Regions from separate parts of the Triticum aestivum genome. Here region 1 is linked to region 2. Evidence: chromatin contacts called from public Hi-C data. All regions are on one chromosome and are shown on one strand. The core of a region is the stretch at or near the end of the contact, and the rest is flanking DNA. Distances in the headings are between cores, read along the strand shown.

Region 1 (3,954 bases), core at 1,229-3,728, 450 kb before region 2:
TTGAAGCCTCATGTACTGACGCACGAATACATGCATTGGGCTAGCTGGCGGCATGTAAATCTTAAGCATGTTGTTGGCGCTCTCGCTACGCTGAGTGCTGGTCATTTTTGCACAGAACACTCCCTTGAAGTATGGCTTAGCCCACTTGTGTCGTATCTCGTACAGGTTTGTCATGTAATTGTGGGATTTCAGATTATATTTCTCTACAAGTGAACCCCATGCCATCTCAAATTCCTCCACGCTTATCATGTGATTCACCACTTTGTGGAACTCAGCCCTGAACTCGCTCTTGCTTGTGTACAGAGGGCCAAGGCTTTCTTTTGCCTTTTTAAGCACATGCCACTTGCACCACCTGTGGACAGTATTAGGGAGCTCGCTTTGGATTGCTATCTCCATGGCTCGTGCTTGGTCTACAAATTGTACAACATATTAGAACAGACTCAAATATGTGAAATTATCTAATAATAGACACCAGGAAATGCATTTTTTTGCTTAGATTGGCACAAACCTGTCAATATTGTCTGCGGGTGTTTCCCGCCCATCATGTTGATGAACTCAGAAAATACCCATTGGAAGCTCTCTACTTGTTCATCGCGCATCAGCACTCCAGCTAGTATTATGCTTTGGAAGTGATTGTTCACTCCCACGAACAAACCAAATGGCATGTCATACAAGTTTGTCCGGTATGTTGTATCGAATGTGACAACATCGCCAAAGAACTTGTACTGCAGCTTGATGTTTCCATTTGTCCACATAAGGTTTTTTATTCTGCTTTCCTCGTCACCCTAGACCCTATATGTGAATTCCGGGTCGTTCTGCTGAATCTCTTTGAAGACGGCAAGGGTTTTGTTGACATCATCATCAGCTTGGTCTCTGCTTATTCTCCCGCACAGATTGCGCAATGACCTTTTTGTAAAAGGCACGCTCTGTGTTGATCCGAAGAAGCTCCCAACTATGCTATACACCTTGTTGAGGTTCAGATTGTTTTCCCTAAGCTGTTTCACGAGATCCTTTGTGTACACATCTGTGTGTTTGTGGGATGGCCAGTGAACCTTTTCCCCGCATGTAAGAGATAGCGAATGATTGTGGCTTGCCCGGTGCTCAGCAATGTACCATCCATTGTCTGCAGCTCTTAGTAACCTCACCATCGCAGGGCACTCGCAACGGCAAGATCTGCTATTCTGCTGCTCAAGTTTCCCCTGCAAACATTTTCTTTCACATGTCAGACAGTTCGATATGAAATTGCAGAGGTCACGATATTTCGCAAAAGTATATAAAAACAAGTGAGTTTCTTGTTGCTGACCGAGCATCCACAAACAATCTCTTGCATACATTTAGTCCTCTCAACATTGAGACGACTCTTGCCATATCGTATACCAAATCCAAGCTCCCACGAATATAGATTATAAAAATCATAAGCTTCCCCAAGGGAATCAAAACTCATCCCAATCTGCGGCTTTACTACACTTTCTGTAGGTTTGTCGGCATATCTCCTTATGGTTTCTTCCAATGGAGTTACTCTACCAGCACACGGAACTCTATCAAGGGGAGCGCGCCCAATTCGAAGCCTGAAATTTGAGGGAGGCTCACTTTTTAGTTTGTGAATGTTATATATTATCTCAGGAGTTTATCACTAGTCATGAAAAAATAAGACATTTTTCTATTTTTTGCATCACCATAGCTGACACTAATTTTTTCTGCAGAGGATTATCTACTACTCTACTGAAATTGTACCCATTTTGTAAAAAAATTCCATGATTCAGTTATGTACCTCCTCGTCCGCCCTGGTGCCTCTGGGTTAACCTTCCCAGTGGACTCAGCATATTTCGTTGGTGAGAGCGGCCTCTTGCAAGGGGATCTGACATGGTGAGTTGAAGCGCCGATATGACCAAATACACTTGCGGAAGATGAGTCGGCAGTTGCTCGCCGACCGCCGGACGTCCACCAGCACCAGCGGATCTGGCCGCTCAACGTCGGCGGTGACCTCATTCAGCGGAAATCTATGGATCCAGGGGGGGAAAACAAGAAGCAGTCAGCATTTTTCCATCGGTTGTTCATCTATGCGACCAGAAGAACAGAGTGGTCAGATATACGTCGTACCTGTCGACTGGATCTAGCAGAAATTCAAGCCCGTTCTGCAATTCTTCCGCACACATCGTCGCACTTCCCTCCTCTGCCATTTGTGGAACTTGCGCCGTCTTCACTTGGTAGGGTTTGGGATAATGGGGGGGGGGGGGGGGGGGGGGGCGTGGAGCGGAATTGCTCATTGTTGGGAGAAGACCGTCATATCTCTGGGTTGCCCCGCACCTGCCCAACGCATACATCATTTACTGCGGCGGTGACGGCGCCTTTTTCCATCAGACGGTGCCGTGCGTGTCTGTTCGGAGGACCACATTCTCGCAACGGAGCTGAGCCACGGACCGGCTCATTGCCATCACGGCACGCTCCTACAATGTGCCAGCCAGCTGTCGTACAGAACTGTTCACAACCGTATTCCGGCATCAGATTCGTTTTACCACGACCGTATTCTCTGATATGGCCCCACTAGCGCATATCTCTAGAAGTGGACCAATGAACATGATAAAGTGTTCAGCTGCTGCCGCTCTCAGTAACGCCGCTCTCATAAAACATTAACTACATGATTATTTTCCCATGAAGTTCTGTACACAGCTTACAATAAAATAGCTCGGTTCATCTACACTAATTTTTGCTCAGATCGATGGCGGCATGTGACAGAATGGTACACGTAGCCTAAGCAAGAGGATTGAGAAATCCAAAGTGGAAGGCAATACACCAACCATTAATCAACCAAGAATAGTCAAAAAATTAAGAGCATGTGCCATACTCATACCAAATGGAGAAAGATTGAAATGAGAAAATGTTTTTCCATGAAGGAACAAAATTAAGACAACATGAATGGATAAAGTAAGAGGATTGGTCCTTTGTAAAGAAGAACTGGGAAGGAAGTACAAATCTAACCTTGGAATGAGGATTGATTATTCTTGTCTATCATCCCAACAAAGCATTTTCTCAAAGCTTTCTCTGCAATGTAGCGCGCTAGCACTCTACAATGCAAAAAAAAAAATCATGAATATATTAGTATGTGAATGTGAATAAGATAAATAATATGAAGTCATGTATATGCATTAGATACTTGCTAGTGCCTGTGCCACCATCATCAGAACCCTTTAGTTAGGTTCAGAATATTTACTTTGAGTTGTAGCAGTCATCATCTATGCATAACCCAGTTTTAGGGGAAATACTTAAGAATGATGAGGAAAAAAATATCTATATAAGTAGCTCACATTTTAAAGCAGGCAGGTACACCTATTCCACAGCGGTTTAGTTTTAGGGAGCTTGTAAAACTAAAAGATATAAACTTTTTTAAACATGTACTGTCTTTGGGAAGCTTTAATAATGTAGTGTATTAAGTAAGAGGCAGGAGTTGTGGATGTTTGAAAAATAACCCCTGAAAGAAATATGTGTCTAAAAAGATAGGAAATCAAGGTGCTCATGTTACCTTTTGAAGGTAGAAAATCACATGTAAAGCAAGAAGTGAGATATAAGGGATCATATGCATTGATGCTTTTTTTATAGGGTGCACTACTAAAATACTATGGTATAGTGTGTACGCAAGTAATGGGCAACAATTGATACATGTAGATTATTATGTTAGAAGTATTTAGTATAATCAACCCACACAAAGTTACTGTTTTCTATCTAGTATAATGTCATACATGGAAACATGAAACTGGTATGGCTACAATCATTTAGACCTCTCTCTCTCCCTCTCCATGGCCCCTGATCTCTTTCTCATCATTGGTGATACAACATAAAGAGAACAACAACAACAACAACAACAACAACAAAGCCTTTAGTCCCAAACAAGTTGGGGTAGGCTAGAGGTGAAACCCATAAGATCTCGCAACCAACTGATGGCTCTGGCACATGGAT
Region 2 (4,046 bases), core at 243-2,742:
GAAAAAGAGTTTGAAATATATGCAGTTGAATAGCGGCATCCCGCATCCGTGTTCATGGACGGATGCGGGAAGAAATTTGCGGGTCACCGTTAGAGACGCCCTAAAGTTGCATAAACCGTGACATGACAATAAAATCTAGTAATAACGTTGCATAAACAAGGAAATGGCAATAAAATCTAGCTATTACACCACCAGGCATGCAATACATACACAGAAAAACCAAAAAAAAACTGAGCATTACAGCACGGAAATGAACAAGAAAATACCATTATCAATCTCAGGGGCACAAATATTTCCTCAAAATAAATAAAGAATAATTCAGGTAGACGTATCGGCCACGACCTTGCTCTCTTCAACACTTTCAGTAGAATCAACAACAGTAACCTGAACTGAATCAGGATCCACACGTTTCTCTTCTTCCACCACCTGTGCATGTGTCTGGGGATCCTCTGCAGCCTCAGGCTCCAGGATTTCGGCCGTGTGATTTGGCTCGGTCGTCGCAACGGAGGGCTCAACTGCTAGCTGCTCCTCTGTCACTTCATTTTCATCAGCGGTAGCTGCTGCTGGTTCTTCAGCCTTCTTCTCTGGCTCAGCCTCAGGAGCTTCGTCGTCAGTCTCGTCGTTCTGTCAAAAGGAGCAGATTCAGTAGAGCTTCTTGACTCATCAAGTGCAAATCGCATAAAGATAAATTGCAACCTGAACTGAATCAGGATCCACACGTTTCTCTTCTTCCACCACCTGCGCGTCATGTGCATCCTCTGGCTCCAGGATTTCGGCCGTGTGATTTGGCTCGGTCGTCGCAGTGGAGGGCTCAACTGCTAGCTGCTCCTCTGTCGCTCCATTTTCATCAGCGGTAGCTGCTGCAGGTTCTTCAGCCTTCTTCTCTGCCTCCGGAGCCTCGACGTCACTCTCGTCGTTCTGTCAAAAGGAGCAGAATCAGTAGAGCTTCTCGACTCATGAAGTGCAAATCGCATAAAATTGCAGGATACACCATCCAGATAAAAGGGGATGTTAGAAATCCCCTGCTGCTATCCATGGAACTTGTTGACACCCTACCAAACCAAGTTTTATCGTGTGACTAATGGACTAATGAAACATGACCGCAACTGCTAAATCAAAACCTGCTCTTCTGTCACTGTATTAAAGTAGCGAGTGAAGAGGAAATCAAAGCTGTGTACCTCTTTGAGCAGGTCGCTGAGAGACCTCCGGCGAATCCCGTCGGCGGCCGGTTCAGTTTCAGCCACAGCCACACCGGCGACGTTCTTCTCCGCGGCGTCCTCCAGAACCTCCGGCGCCTCACCTTCTACCTTGAGGTCAGCAGGCTTCGTCGCACACGCCCCCATCTCCACTGCAGCGCCGCCGCTAGAGCGAGGGTTGACGGAGTCAAGAACCAGATAGCCAGGAACACACCCACACACACACGCAGCAGGAAGCGGTATTCGTTATATGCAGCGGCGGATGTGCTCCAGCTGACCAGCCGGTACCCGGTAGGTTAGGCACTCCGCTACCTGCCATTGAGGCCGGCCAAGACAGTTCTATATTCTATGCTGCAATGCAAGGAGACTCCGGTCAACGTCCTGCTGGGGCGCAGGACCCGGCAACTCCTGAATAACAAACTCGCTGCGTGGTGCTGTCATTGCGCATATCATATGCGGCTGCCCATCCCATCATCGATGTTAGTAGTACTTCCTGCTGCCCATTGGACTTTGGGACGGCGGCGGCCGGTTGTGCTGCTGCCTGCCGGTGTGTTGGGCGTCCCAGGGCAGGCTCCGGAATTTCCTAACCACCGCAACTAGCGCCCACTAGGCGCGGTGCGGTGCGGTGCCCTTTCCCGTTCATGCTCATCACACTACGTCCGTCCGTGCATAATGATGCAGTGGCCCTTCTGGCAGAATGGCAATCATCCTACAGAAACAGCTGGTTCTCGTTGTTAATTTGGCCCTCGGGAAATTAGAAAAGCCTCCTGTTTGTTTCCCTGGCCATGATTGCTCGTCAGAATCATTGTTCTTGGAATTTGGAATCTCGTATATACGCAGCATCCAACCTCGGTTGATAAGATAAACTCTCAACCGGTAGTTGAGTATCAGGCACACTACCGGAAGTAACTAACGCTTTTATTTTAATCTGGACAGGGACAGGCAAGACCTTCTGCTACGGCCAAAATGGAGAGATGAAGATTGAAACCAGCACGCAGAAACACGGCTTGCTCGTTGACACATTCAGAGGCATTCTGACAGCAACATTGAAAGGCAAATCAGCAGCACCAGCAGCTCCGTTGAATTAGTGTCAGTAACATTTCCCGAGTTCCATGGACATACGCCATACGGCAACATCCTTGTTTGCCGGGGAAAAGCAGTAGCCGGGCCTGAAAGACAGCAACCCTTCTGTCAGTGCGAAACCGATCGTCATATGCAGGGAGCTGCTATGTCACGCTCGCCGCGAGTAATAGGCTCATGTCGCTCACGTTTTTCTTCTTCTGAGGCTACTCGAGTCGCTCACGTGGTCAGCTCGCGTCCCTAACTGTTACATGGGTCTCCTGGCGTGCGTCTCCCACCTAGCGTTGCGCCAAAGAGGACAGGAGATGAGCCTAAACCTTAAACTCTAAACCCCAACCCTAAACAGGCAAGCCCTTCAGTCACAGCTGCGGGTTGCAAGAGGCCTACCTCATCCCTTTGTATTGTCTGGCCGTGTACTCTATTTGATTGGTGTTTTATATATATAACGGGGCGAAAGCCTGTTTCAAAAGATGTGGGATGGGGTTGGGGCAGAAGCATTCTCCCTCAACTGGCGGTCGTGGCGACCACGACGCGGCCCACGTAGGTTGACATGTTGGGGATTCCATCGCTAATGGTCTAGTAGGTTGTTAGAGTTTCAGGAAAGGAAGATGTGCATTTGAAAAAAGTTTTACCACTATGTTTTTTTTAAATAAGTCCTTTTAAAGCATCGTGTGATTTGAGGAGGAGATTTGTAAAAAGGATTTCCAATTAATCAGTAGAGGCCGGGCCAGTGAATACTGGTTTGACGACCCAGAGGAGCTCGCAGAAAAGCTGGTGATGCTGGTAAGGCGCCGAAGCTCGTTTATTCTGCCATGCGGAAAGTAGGGTTCTCGACAGAGCACGGTTATAAAGTAAGTCCTATTCGGCGCCCTAAGCGCCGCTTAAAGGCAATTTCGTCCGAGGCGCACACGCCTGGTGCACTAGTTGGAGTAGCGGGCCGACCCACATCCTCCAGTTCCATTTTTTTCTACGTTTCACCTGGTTTTGTCTCGATTTCCAGTTCGGCATTTTCTTCGCGTTTCTTTATCTATTTTGTTTATGTTACATTTATGTTCTTTTTTTTTCTCCTTTTTGGTTCACTTTCTGTGAACATATTTTTGAATACATGAATCTTTTCAAATCTGCAATTTTGTTTCAAATTCGTGATTTTTTTGTGCATTATTTTTTTTTCAAATTTGTGCAATTTTGAAAGTGATTGAACTTTTAGCTCTGAGCTTTTTAACAAATTCCATGAACTTTTTTCCAAACTTCATGATTATTTTTCAATTTCAACATATTATTGAAAAAATTGGTGAAATTATTTTAAATCATGTTTTTTAAAATTCAACAAACTTTTAGCTTTGACATTTTCCTTATATTAAAGATTATTTTTAAATCCGTGAATTTTTTTCAAAATCATGACATTTTTCATATTTATAACCTTTTCAAATCTTGAAAGCTTTCCAAGTTCGTGAACTTTAAAAAAATTGAACTTCATTTTAAATTCGTGATTTTCTTATCAAATTCATGAGCTATTTTTAAACTAGTAACCGTTTTCAACTTCATGAAGTTTTTTCAATAACGGTCAACGAGCCATTTTGCTGATTTCTTTTCCAAATGCACGAAGTTTTCCAAAAAAAATTATTTTCAATTTCTAAACTTTTTAATTAAATTTTTGAACCTTTTAAAAATTTCACAAATTTTAAAAAAAAATCACAAAAATATTCAATTCTGGAAATCCATGAATTTTTTCTATTTTTCTAGTGAACCTTTTTAATTAGATTTGCTATT

What was found. Hi-C and Micro-C count contacts between places; a contact is called where the count stands out from the background.
Region 1: a contact with region 2 is called in a Hi-C map of leaf, with 3 times the contacts expected there. The contact joins the promoter of LOC123103704 here to the promoter of LOC123107033 in region 2. A contact is called at or near these places in 1 of 5 Hi-C or Micro-C datasets (leaf) and 1 of 1 datasets of contacts at active chromatin or transcription factors (leaf).

The regions. Positions count from the first base shown.
Region 1 is chr5A:416,261,772-416,265,725 of IWGSC CS RefSeq v2.1, reverse strand. LOC123103704 (protein FAR1-RELATED SEQUENCE 5) reads right to left here and starts at 2,478. Exons shown (of 7, transcript XM_044525373.1): 1 at 2,391-2,478; 2 at 2,101-2,188; 3 at 1,772-2,000; 4 at 509-1,199; 5 at 1-410. The coding sequence starts at 755.
Region 2 is chr5A:415,813,467-415,817,512 of IWGSC CS RefSeq v2.1, reverse strand. It overlaps LOC123107033 (cytochrome c1), which reads right to left and starts at 1,492. Exons shown (of 3, transcript XM_044529042.1): 1 at 1,179-1,492; 2 at 739-918; 3 at 252-624. The coding sequence starts at 1,343. The coding sequence ends at 319.